Linked DNA regions of Mus musculus: regions 2 and 3 are each linked to region 1. The links are chromatin contacts, called in public Hi-C maps. All regions are on one chromosome and are shown on one strand. The core of a region is the stretch at or near the end of the contact, and the rest is flanking DNA. Distances in the headings are between cores, read along the strand shown. Region 1 overlaps Rora (RAR-related orphan receptor alpha). Region 2 overlaps Rora (RAR-related orphan receptor alpha). Region 3 overlaps Rora (RAR-related orphan receptor alpha).

Region 1 (2,700 bases), core at 61-2,560:
TGTTCCCAATGAGGAAACTGCTGCTTATCCTCAGTTTCAGTGTCATCATAGCTATGCATGGTGGCTTTGGTGGCACACACCTATAATCCCCAGTACACAAGATGCAGAAGCGGGAGGATTGATGCAAGTCCTAGGCCAGCTTGGGTTGCATAGTGGTCTCAGAAAGCCAAAAACAACCACCACCAAAGAGGTCAGTCAGTTTGTCCATGGAGTTTTCGCTGAATCCTCTGGAAGGGCAATTTTTCCTCTTCTGAGCGTCCATATTTCTCAGTGTATGGGCATTTCTATTATAATTCATGTCATACGTTATCACCTGTTTGGGTTTTTTATCTTTAACACATGGGGGTCGTGGTGTCACCTTTGAATTCCCAGGGCCCAGAGAGAGCCATGACAATCATGTTGAATTAGATCTGAGCAGACATGTTCTCAAGGGGAGATTAAAGAGTGGCTTGCTATTTCAGGAAGAGCAACGGCTAAGCCTGAGCTTCCCTTCTCCCTTCCAATAACCTGTGACAATACGTTTCTCTTCCCATGTCTAGGTATTGATTTGGAAGAATCCATTGCTCCCCGGAAACAAAAAGCGATGTAATTGCTGCTTGTTTGTTTCTTTACTTCCTGCGCCAAAGTCACGGTGACAGGGCTGGATTGCGCATGGGGTGTGGGTGTCAGAAACTGGAAAACCTCACCCTGCCTGGCCTGTCTGGCTCGTATGCTTGGGCAAGTCACATAGCTCCTCTGGGACTCCGTTTCCTCACCCAGTGGTAATGACTAGCTTCTCAGGGTGGCAGCAGCACTTAATTAAGGACCGAGAAGGAGACAAAGACTAGAAATCACAGCATCCACGCAGGCATGTTCTTCCACATGCATTTTTGAACCAGGTAACTGGTGGTAGGAAATATTTATGATAGAAGAAGAGTCTAGCAAGAAGTGAAATTAGCCATTTCCATTTAAAATTTACTTGGGTGGTGTGGCCTTGAAGGCCATGTGGTTGTTCCATTAGTTCTAGTACATTCCATGACCACGACTGCTAAACTTCCTATGTACACTGTACTAACTCTAGGCTCCATTTCTGTGCTTCCTAGGCGTTTCTCTATGGTCCCTTTGTGCTTAGATTTGCTTCGTGAGCTTCTTCCTTTAGTCTCTGCACTCCCGAAACATGCTCAGGTTCAGACTCAGGAGGTGCCACACAAGCTTGGAGGCCTGAACCAGGAGAGAGTGCACCTGGTTGTAAAGCCAGCAACGCTGTGTGGACTTGGGGATCCCGCCCCTTTTTCCTTGGTCAAACCTTGGCATAATCACTTAGCAGATTCATTGCTAACTGTTCATTGCTAGCAGTTATTGCACAAACCGAGCAAAGGGCCCATGGTCCTGAGTGAGGCAAGAGTGAGAAGGCAAGAATGGAAATCACGTGAGAACAGTGGGTGGAGCTACAACCTTCAAATTCTCATCCTTGCTGTGGTACTGTCTGTGTTTTGATCGCAGAGGTTTTTCCAAGGAACAAAACTTTTCAGAAAGAGAAAGGCTTTAGAAATTGCATTAGGTCCAAAACGTACTTGAAAACATCACGTGGGGTGTTTTCGAAAGGGGAGTCCACACTGGGGAGGCCACCCATTATTTAAATAGAGACTTATCTGTGTTCAAGCCTACCCTCACTGGGCATAGCCAAAGCATCAGCTTCTGCCTACCATAGCTGTCCTCAGGACCCGTGGGCTCATACTCCAGAGGCAGGTGGGTTGACCTCAGGGATCAGGGGAGGAGGAGGAGGAGGAAGAAGAGGAGGAGGAGGAGGAGGGAGGTAGGTATTGCAGGTTGCCAGGGCAGGTGGCTGTGGAGAGAGGTGTGTAGTCACCGAGTCTTATATAATGGGGATGGGGAACAGAGACCAGAGAGGATGACTTTACCGGAGGCAGATGCTGGGAGGAGTTAGCACAACAGACCAGTGTCTCCTTTGTGTACAAGGGAGGATGTGGGTGTCTTCTGAATACAGTCCTGATAGAGGTTGGGTAAATTAAAACTTTCGTGTGCATTCCACTTGCTTTTTGTGTAATAGTATCTGAGTGTGCGTGCCCACGAGTGAGCATGCACATGGAGGCCAGAAGCTGACACTGGGTGCCTTTCTCCGTCACTTACCACCATACGTTTGAGATGGAGTCTTTCACTGAGCCGGGAGCTCAGTGATTCAGCTGGCCAGCACCACTCCAAGGAGCCTCCTGTCCTTGCCCCTGCCCCTAGTTCCTTCCACTCCGCTTTAAACACGTGAAAACATTCAGGCCTCCTGGCCTCAGTAGAACTCACTGTGAACTTTGACGGGGGTCAGAGGAGCCTTCATCTCAGGCTGCGGAGGCTTTATCTGAAATGCAGGCAATCAGGAGTGTGCAGGATTTCTGATATTTTGGGCATATTTGCATATACTTATAAATAGGTAATTCTATACAGCAATTTTTAAAATGTGCCTGCCTTTCTATCTCAATGAGGTCAGGTGTAGAACATTCTAGATGTGGCAGGCTGTGCTCCAGAGGTTTTGGGCTTTGGGCTTAGTAGAGATGCTTAGATTATATCATTTCTTAACTTCATTTTGTTCTTAATTTTTATGATTTCTTTTTTAGATTAATTTAGTGTGTGTGTGCGCGCGCGTGCACGTGTGCATGTATACACACCACAATAGGTATTTGTGTGGTAATTAGAGGACAACTTTCAGAA
Region 2 (2,700 bases), core at 15-2,514, 270 kb after region 1:
ACAGGGCCAATCTAGTCTTTCATCATCACCAGGCAGCTGGTCTGATTTTACTGACAGACAATAGATGGCTGCCTTCCTGTTGTAGTTTCTAGGTTCTTGGTTCTCAGAGGGAAGGCGAAGCTCCTTCATCTCCCCTCCTCTATGTATTCTTTTAAGAGTTTAAATCCCTTGCATGGGGATTAAATAAATCATCCTGCAAAGAGACCGATTTGAAATACAAATATAAGGAAGAGTTGATTCAGGGCAATGGACTCCTTCCCCAATGGGTAAGTAAAAAAGCAAAACACTGCATATTTATTTGGGAAGCCACGTTGGGTAAAGAGGAAGGTTTCGGTTAGCTCTTAGGAAGAAGATCAGAGAAGCAGGGCAGGGGAAACAAGCCTACCAGAAGCCCTGAAAACTGTCCATTATGTTGCTTAAGGTGCAGCCTGGTACACCCCTCTAGACTCCAGAGAGATACTTAGACGATCCATTAAGAGATGTGATTTAAATTTTTCAGTGCAGCTTTCCGGAGGCACAATTTATATATCGGAAAAATCCACATGCATAAATGTACGATTTAATGACTTTTACCAAATGTACAGAGTGAGTGGTCACACCACTGGCAGGATTTAGCACTAGAAACACGTATAATTTGAAGAACTAATACCCAGCAAAGGGCATGCAAGGCTACCTGTCTGTCACCACACTCTTGGACTGTCTGCTTGTTACACAAGGTCCACCAAGCTCTGTCCTGGCTTCTGAGCTAGGGGGAGGAGGTGAGCTTAGAAGCCTACCACCCTGAACTCAGTCAGACTCAAGATGTGAGTCTTGATATAGACCCAGAAGCCCACCACTGACTCTGTAGCCTCCATGTCAACTCTCTGGAAAGTCACTTGGAGCTCCTAGGCCACCTCCAGTTTGTAGAGCCAGGAGAGCCAGTGTGAGGCTAGCCTCCACCCCAGCCTCCTCCATCCACTTCTCTTTGAAAAGTCTGGAGGAAATTGACCAACATCTGGGCATTCCATGCTGGCTGCTGAGTCTCCTTATTGTTCTGTACGTCTTAAAGACAGTCAGCATAGCCCCCACCACCAAAGCTATGTGACAGGGGCTGGGCTGTCCTTTCATCTCAGGGTGCTAAGTAACCCACCTCATCCTGGTCTTGCTGTCAAGAGGAAACCAGAAAAAGCAGCCCTAGTTTAAGGCCAAGGAGAGAACAAAGCCTCCTCCGAGCCTTGTTGACGTTTGTTAACAGCAGCCTGGGTAAAGAATGGGATTTGAGCAAATATTTGCTTGAGTGTAGAACCCGCTGAAACGCTCTGCAGTTACCCTCTAGGGTCAAGTCACAGAGGTAGCATGAGAGTCAACTGGAGTTCTGAGCAGATTGTTAGAGGCACCATGCATGCCAGGCTGTTCTCTCTTCTTAAAATTCACTTTGTCTCATGGTGCCACTTTGTTTCGTGTGTGTTCATGTGTGTGTTCATGTGTGTGTTCATGTGTGTGTTCATGTGTGTGTTCATGTGTGTGTTCATGTGTGTGTTCATGTCGAGGCAGAGGATAGACAAACTCAGGGCAAACGTGTCAGCTTTCCCCCTTTCCTTCCCTGTTGGTTCTTTTGAAACAACTTCTCAAGGTTTTACTAGGTAGCCAAGGCTAGCCTCAAATTTGTAATCCTTCCACCTCCGCTTTCCAAACACTAGCTTTATTGGCCTGCACATCAGACTTAGACAGCAAATTAATATAGAACTTTCCATGGTGATGTAAATTCTCTTTCTGACCAGTGCAATACTGGAGTCTCTAGTCCCTGTGTCCACAGAATACTTTAAATGAGGTTAGTGTGGTTGACGAACCACATTTTAAACTTCACAGGCTTTTAATTACTTTGAATTTAAGTATAAACAGGCTCTCATGGCCGGTGGCTCCTATGAGGGACAGGAGGGGACCTTTGGCTCTAAGAAGCCATGAAAGAAGCAGGGGAACAGGATAGGAGTCTAGGTTATACCAAGGAAAGCTTACATTTCTCAGCCAGTTACTAATTCCGGGGTCAAGCCCAAGACAGCAAGTCACATGAAACCCCAGTTTCTTTCTTCTGACAAACAGAGCTGATAATGGCTCCCTCTCAAATATACTGCAACCATTAAGTGAGCTAAAGCTCATGGTATATTATCTACCATGTACTGAGGGCTCCAGAGATGAAGGCTATTAGAATACCCATGCATTAGCCCTGAAAAGGCTATTTGTTGCTCTGAGTAACCCAGTATTTTGCTCACCAACATATTTACATCTAAAATAGAAGGGAGGGAAGATAGGTTTTTCCATCCACTGGGTGGAGACCAGAGAGGGAGGAGGAGGAGGAGGAGGAACGGAGGACAGGCATTTTTGCTTAGTTGACATTTTTTCCCAAGGCTGTTCCTGAAAGTGTCCTTTGATTGATTGGTTGAAATTACACAACATCTAGACAGATATTCAGATTCTCCTAGATGCCTCTGCACTGTATTAACCCTTTCGGTCCCACGAAAGCTATCTAGCTGGTCAGGGAGTATGTACTACTTGGCTCCCAATTCTCTAGAAGCAAAGGACAAGTCCTTGAAGTCCAACACCACTGCAAAAAAATAGCCGTAAACATTGGGTGGCACTTTGTATACTACTTGGGTTTTTTTTTTTTTTTCTTGAGCTGGAAAAATAAAGAACACAAAGTTGCTGTGGAAGCTGGTCCTCAAG
Region 3 (2,700 bases), core at 46-2,545, 330 kb after region 1:
TCCTCTGAATACAGAAGCACTTTCCCACAGGCCTGAAAGATGACTTCACAGTTAAGGACCCTTGTGCTAGTGCAGAGCCAGCCAGGCTCAGTCCTAACAGCTACTTGGGGTAGCTCACTACTGCCTCTAATTCCAGATCCAGGGGATCTGACGCCCTCTTCTGGTCTCTTCGGGTACCTGCACACAGATGGTGCAAATGAAGTCATGTAGGCTCTTACACAAACACAAAGAAATTTTTAAAAAGTAAAAAGCTAATCTTTTGGGGGTGGGGGAGGAATCCCTTGCCATTATAAGTGAGATCAAGAGGAGGAAAAAAAGTTTTAATTTCCCTCTTGGCTTTGACAGTTCTTAAGGAAGAGATTTAGATTTTAAACAGTATGATCAGTAGTAACTTTAAGCGAAGGAGAAAAATATCCTTCGTTTTCTCATTTTTCAAAATTAGGTAGAAAATCTTGTGCCTGCTTAAGTGAAAGAATTAAATTAAACTGTTTAGCACTGAGAATCATTGGCAATATCTGATCCAAAATGAGAAAAATGAATCCTCTTAAAGATTTAGTGACTGTTTTCAAAATCTAAAACTCCTGCTTGGAAATAGGTATCAGCATTTGATAAAATGAATCCTACATTAAGGTGTGTCAGAGGCCTCACCCTGACATATTTTATTTAAACCAAAAAGTTCTCTAGAGGCAAGCATCATAAAATGAGGCTTTGAGCCAAAACCTGTCCAGGATTCATGGTATTGAAGTTAGGAAAACAAACAAACAAACAAACAAACAAACACAAGTAATAGATCGCTTGAGGTACAGAGACCTAGGCCCTAAGAAGTTAGGGTAGCCTGGTGACCCATGCAATGTAAAAATAGGTGGAACTGTCACATAGGACCCTGGATTGGGAGCAGAGGAAGTGTGTCCCCTCATCCCTAAGCCAGTACATGTCTGGGTTATTAATTACTACTATTGGACATTGAATATAGTCTAATTTGGGGGCAATCGCCTTTCAGGGTCTGTAGCAATGAGAGGCCATGTCCTCATCACTGGCCTAAGTCGCTGGTGGCCATTAGCAAGCTGGCTCGGGAAAGGATGAGACTAGCTAAGAAGCTGGGGTCTGTCTTTAGCCACAGGAGCCTCAGACGTGGCCTCACCTGGTAGCAGAAGCCAGATGAAGGTTCTCATTCAAGTGCAACTTTGCCTGGACACACCATAAACCCTTACTTTGAAAGGCTCTCAGAGTGCTTAGATCTCAGAGCGCCTTGCAGGCTGTGGTTGTTGTTATTGACCTGTGTCTGCCTTTCACTGCGGGGGAGGGGAATTCTCAAAGCTGGCGGTGGGGAGGTCTGGTCCAGCCAGCCATGTTGCATAAGCAGGGAATGATTCCCGGGTTTTTTTTTTTCCCCCGGAAATATCTGCTCTATCTTAGCTTAGGGGGATGCAGCACAGCCTGAAATCACAAGAGACTGATTTAGTACAATCCTCAGAGTGTGGGATAGAGCAACTTGTGACACTTAGAAGCTCCAAATGTTCCTCCAGTGAAGGTTAAGCCACCATGTTCCCTGACTATAGTCACGTGAAGATGGGTAAGAATCGGCTGGGGGATGGGGATGGCTCAGGGGATAGTGCACGCTGTGCAGACATGAGAATCAAGTTAATTCTCTAGCCCACATATGGGAAAAAAAGGGGTGTGAAGGTACATTCTTGGAGCCCCAGTGCTGAAAGAACTGAGACAGGAGGTTTCTGGGGCGTTTCAGGGCGGGGAGGGGGGAAACCAGTCTGGCTGAATCTGAAAACTCAGGGATGAGTCTCAACAATTAAGATGGAGTAGAGTAGAGGAAGAAAGCTGGGGGCACATTCATATCTACACACACACACACACACACACACACACACACACACAGAGACACACACACAGACATACACACACACACATACACACACACAGACACAGACACATACAGACACACACAGAGAGAGAGAGAGAGAGAGAGAGAGAGAGAGAGAGAGAGAGAGAGAGAGAGAGAGAGAGATCTCACAAATAGGATCATCTGGGAAGCAAGCTGTGGTCACCTGGGGAAATCGGATGCTTAGGACAGAACTCAAGACTAAGCCCAATGCGACATGATGTCCTGACTCATTCCAAACCATCACTGATAGTGGCTCATAGCTCTACTGCACTGGTCATTCTTACCTCTGTGCCTATGATACTATTCCCTCTTACTCTGAGGATGGTCTACCCAACGACCACTGTCCAAGATACACTCATGATCTATCTAGCTCTTCATTCTTTGAGACCCAATGCCTGCTAAACAGTGTTGGGTAGTTTCTAATGTTGATTGGACCAGAGAGGAACCTAATCCTAATCTCAGCTCAACAGATGTTCCATTACAGCATGTTGTTACCACAAGGACTAAGAAGCTCAAAAATGGCGGGCATTATAATTCAATGGCTCCTGCCACCTCCGGATCCCTTTCTCCACAACTGTGCCCTTCAGGGTATGGGTAACCTGGAAACTACTACAGGATTTTCCAGCTTGCCTCCCCAGAGTTCTTGAGGACAAGGAGACAGCCCTCCCTCCTCAAAGCAGAGAATCCATCACTCTCTGTGTGTGTCTGGAGACCATTTGGGTTACTTTGATTCGGTTCTCCAAAGAGTCCTGTGAAGAGGATACTTCTAGTCCATAAGAAATCAAGGCCACGATCTAGAGGCC

The links. Hi-C and Micro-C count contacts between places; a contact is called where the count stands out from the background.
Region 2: a Hi-C map of liver shows a contact between it and region 1, with 2.5 times the contacts expected there. The contact joins two enhancer-like sites. A contact is called at or near these places in 4 of 484 Hi-C or Micro-C datasets (the AML12 cell line, epidermal suprabasal cells and liver) and 2 of 115 datasets of contacts at active chromatin or transcription factors (T-cell acute lymphoblastic leukemia and double positive thymocytes).
Region 3: a contact with region 1 is called in a Hi-C map of liver, with 1.6 times the contacts expected there. The contact joins two enhancer-like sites. A contact is called at or near these places in 2 of 484 Hi-C or Micro-C datasets (liver and nephron progenitors).

What each region holds. Positions count from the first base shown.
Region 1 is chr9:69,228,746-69,231,445 of GRCm38.p6, reverse strand. The region is part of intron 2 of Rora (RAR-related orphan receptor alpha); the gene reads right to left. Among named protein-coding and RNA genes, the nearest start is that of Gm46153, 75 kb to the left of the region's middle. Within about 2 kb of position 1,310, at least 7 of the 459 cell types and tissues checked have an H3K27ac peak or open chromatin away from gene starts, as enhancers often do. A contact at or near this core is called in liver, where this site is marked.
Region 2 is chr9:68,957,690-68,960,389 of GRCm38.p6, reverse strand. The region is part of intron 1 of Rora (RAR-related orphan receptor alpha); the gene reads right to left. Among named protein-coding and RNA genes, the nearest start is that of Gm31262, 140 kb to the right of the region's middle. Within about 2 kb of position 1,264, at least 9 of the 459 cell types and tissues checked have an H3K27ac peak or open chromatin away from gene starts, as enhancers often do. A contact at or near this core is called in liver, where this site is marked.
Region 3 is chr9:68,897,151-68,899,850 of GRCm38.p6, reverse strand. All of the region lies in intron 1 of Rora (RAR-related orphan receptor alpha), which reads right to left. It overlaps Gm31262 (a long non-coding RNA gene), which reads right to left. Exons shown (of 2, transcript XR_379583.4): 1 at 1-2,700. Among named protein-coding and RNA genes, the nearest start is that of Gm31262, 75 kb to the right of the region's middle. Within about 2 kb of position 1,295, at least 6 of the 459 cell types and tissues checked have an H3K27ac peak or open chromatin away from gene starts, as enhancers often do. A contact at or near this core is called in liver, where this site is marked.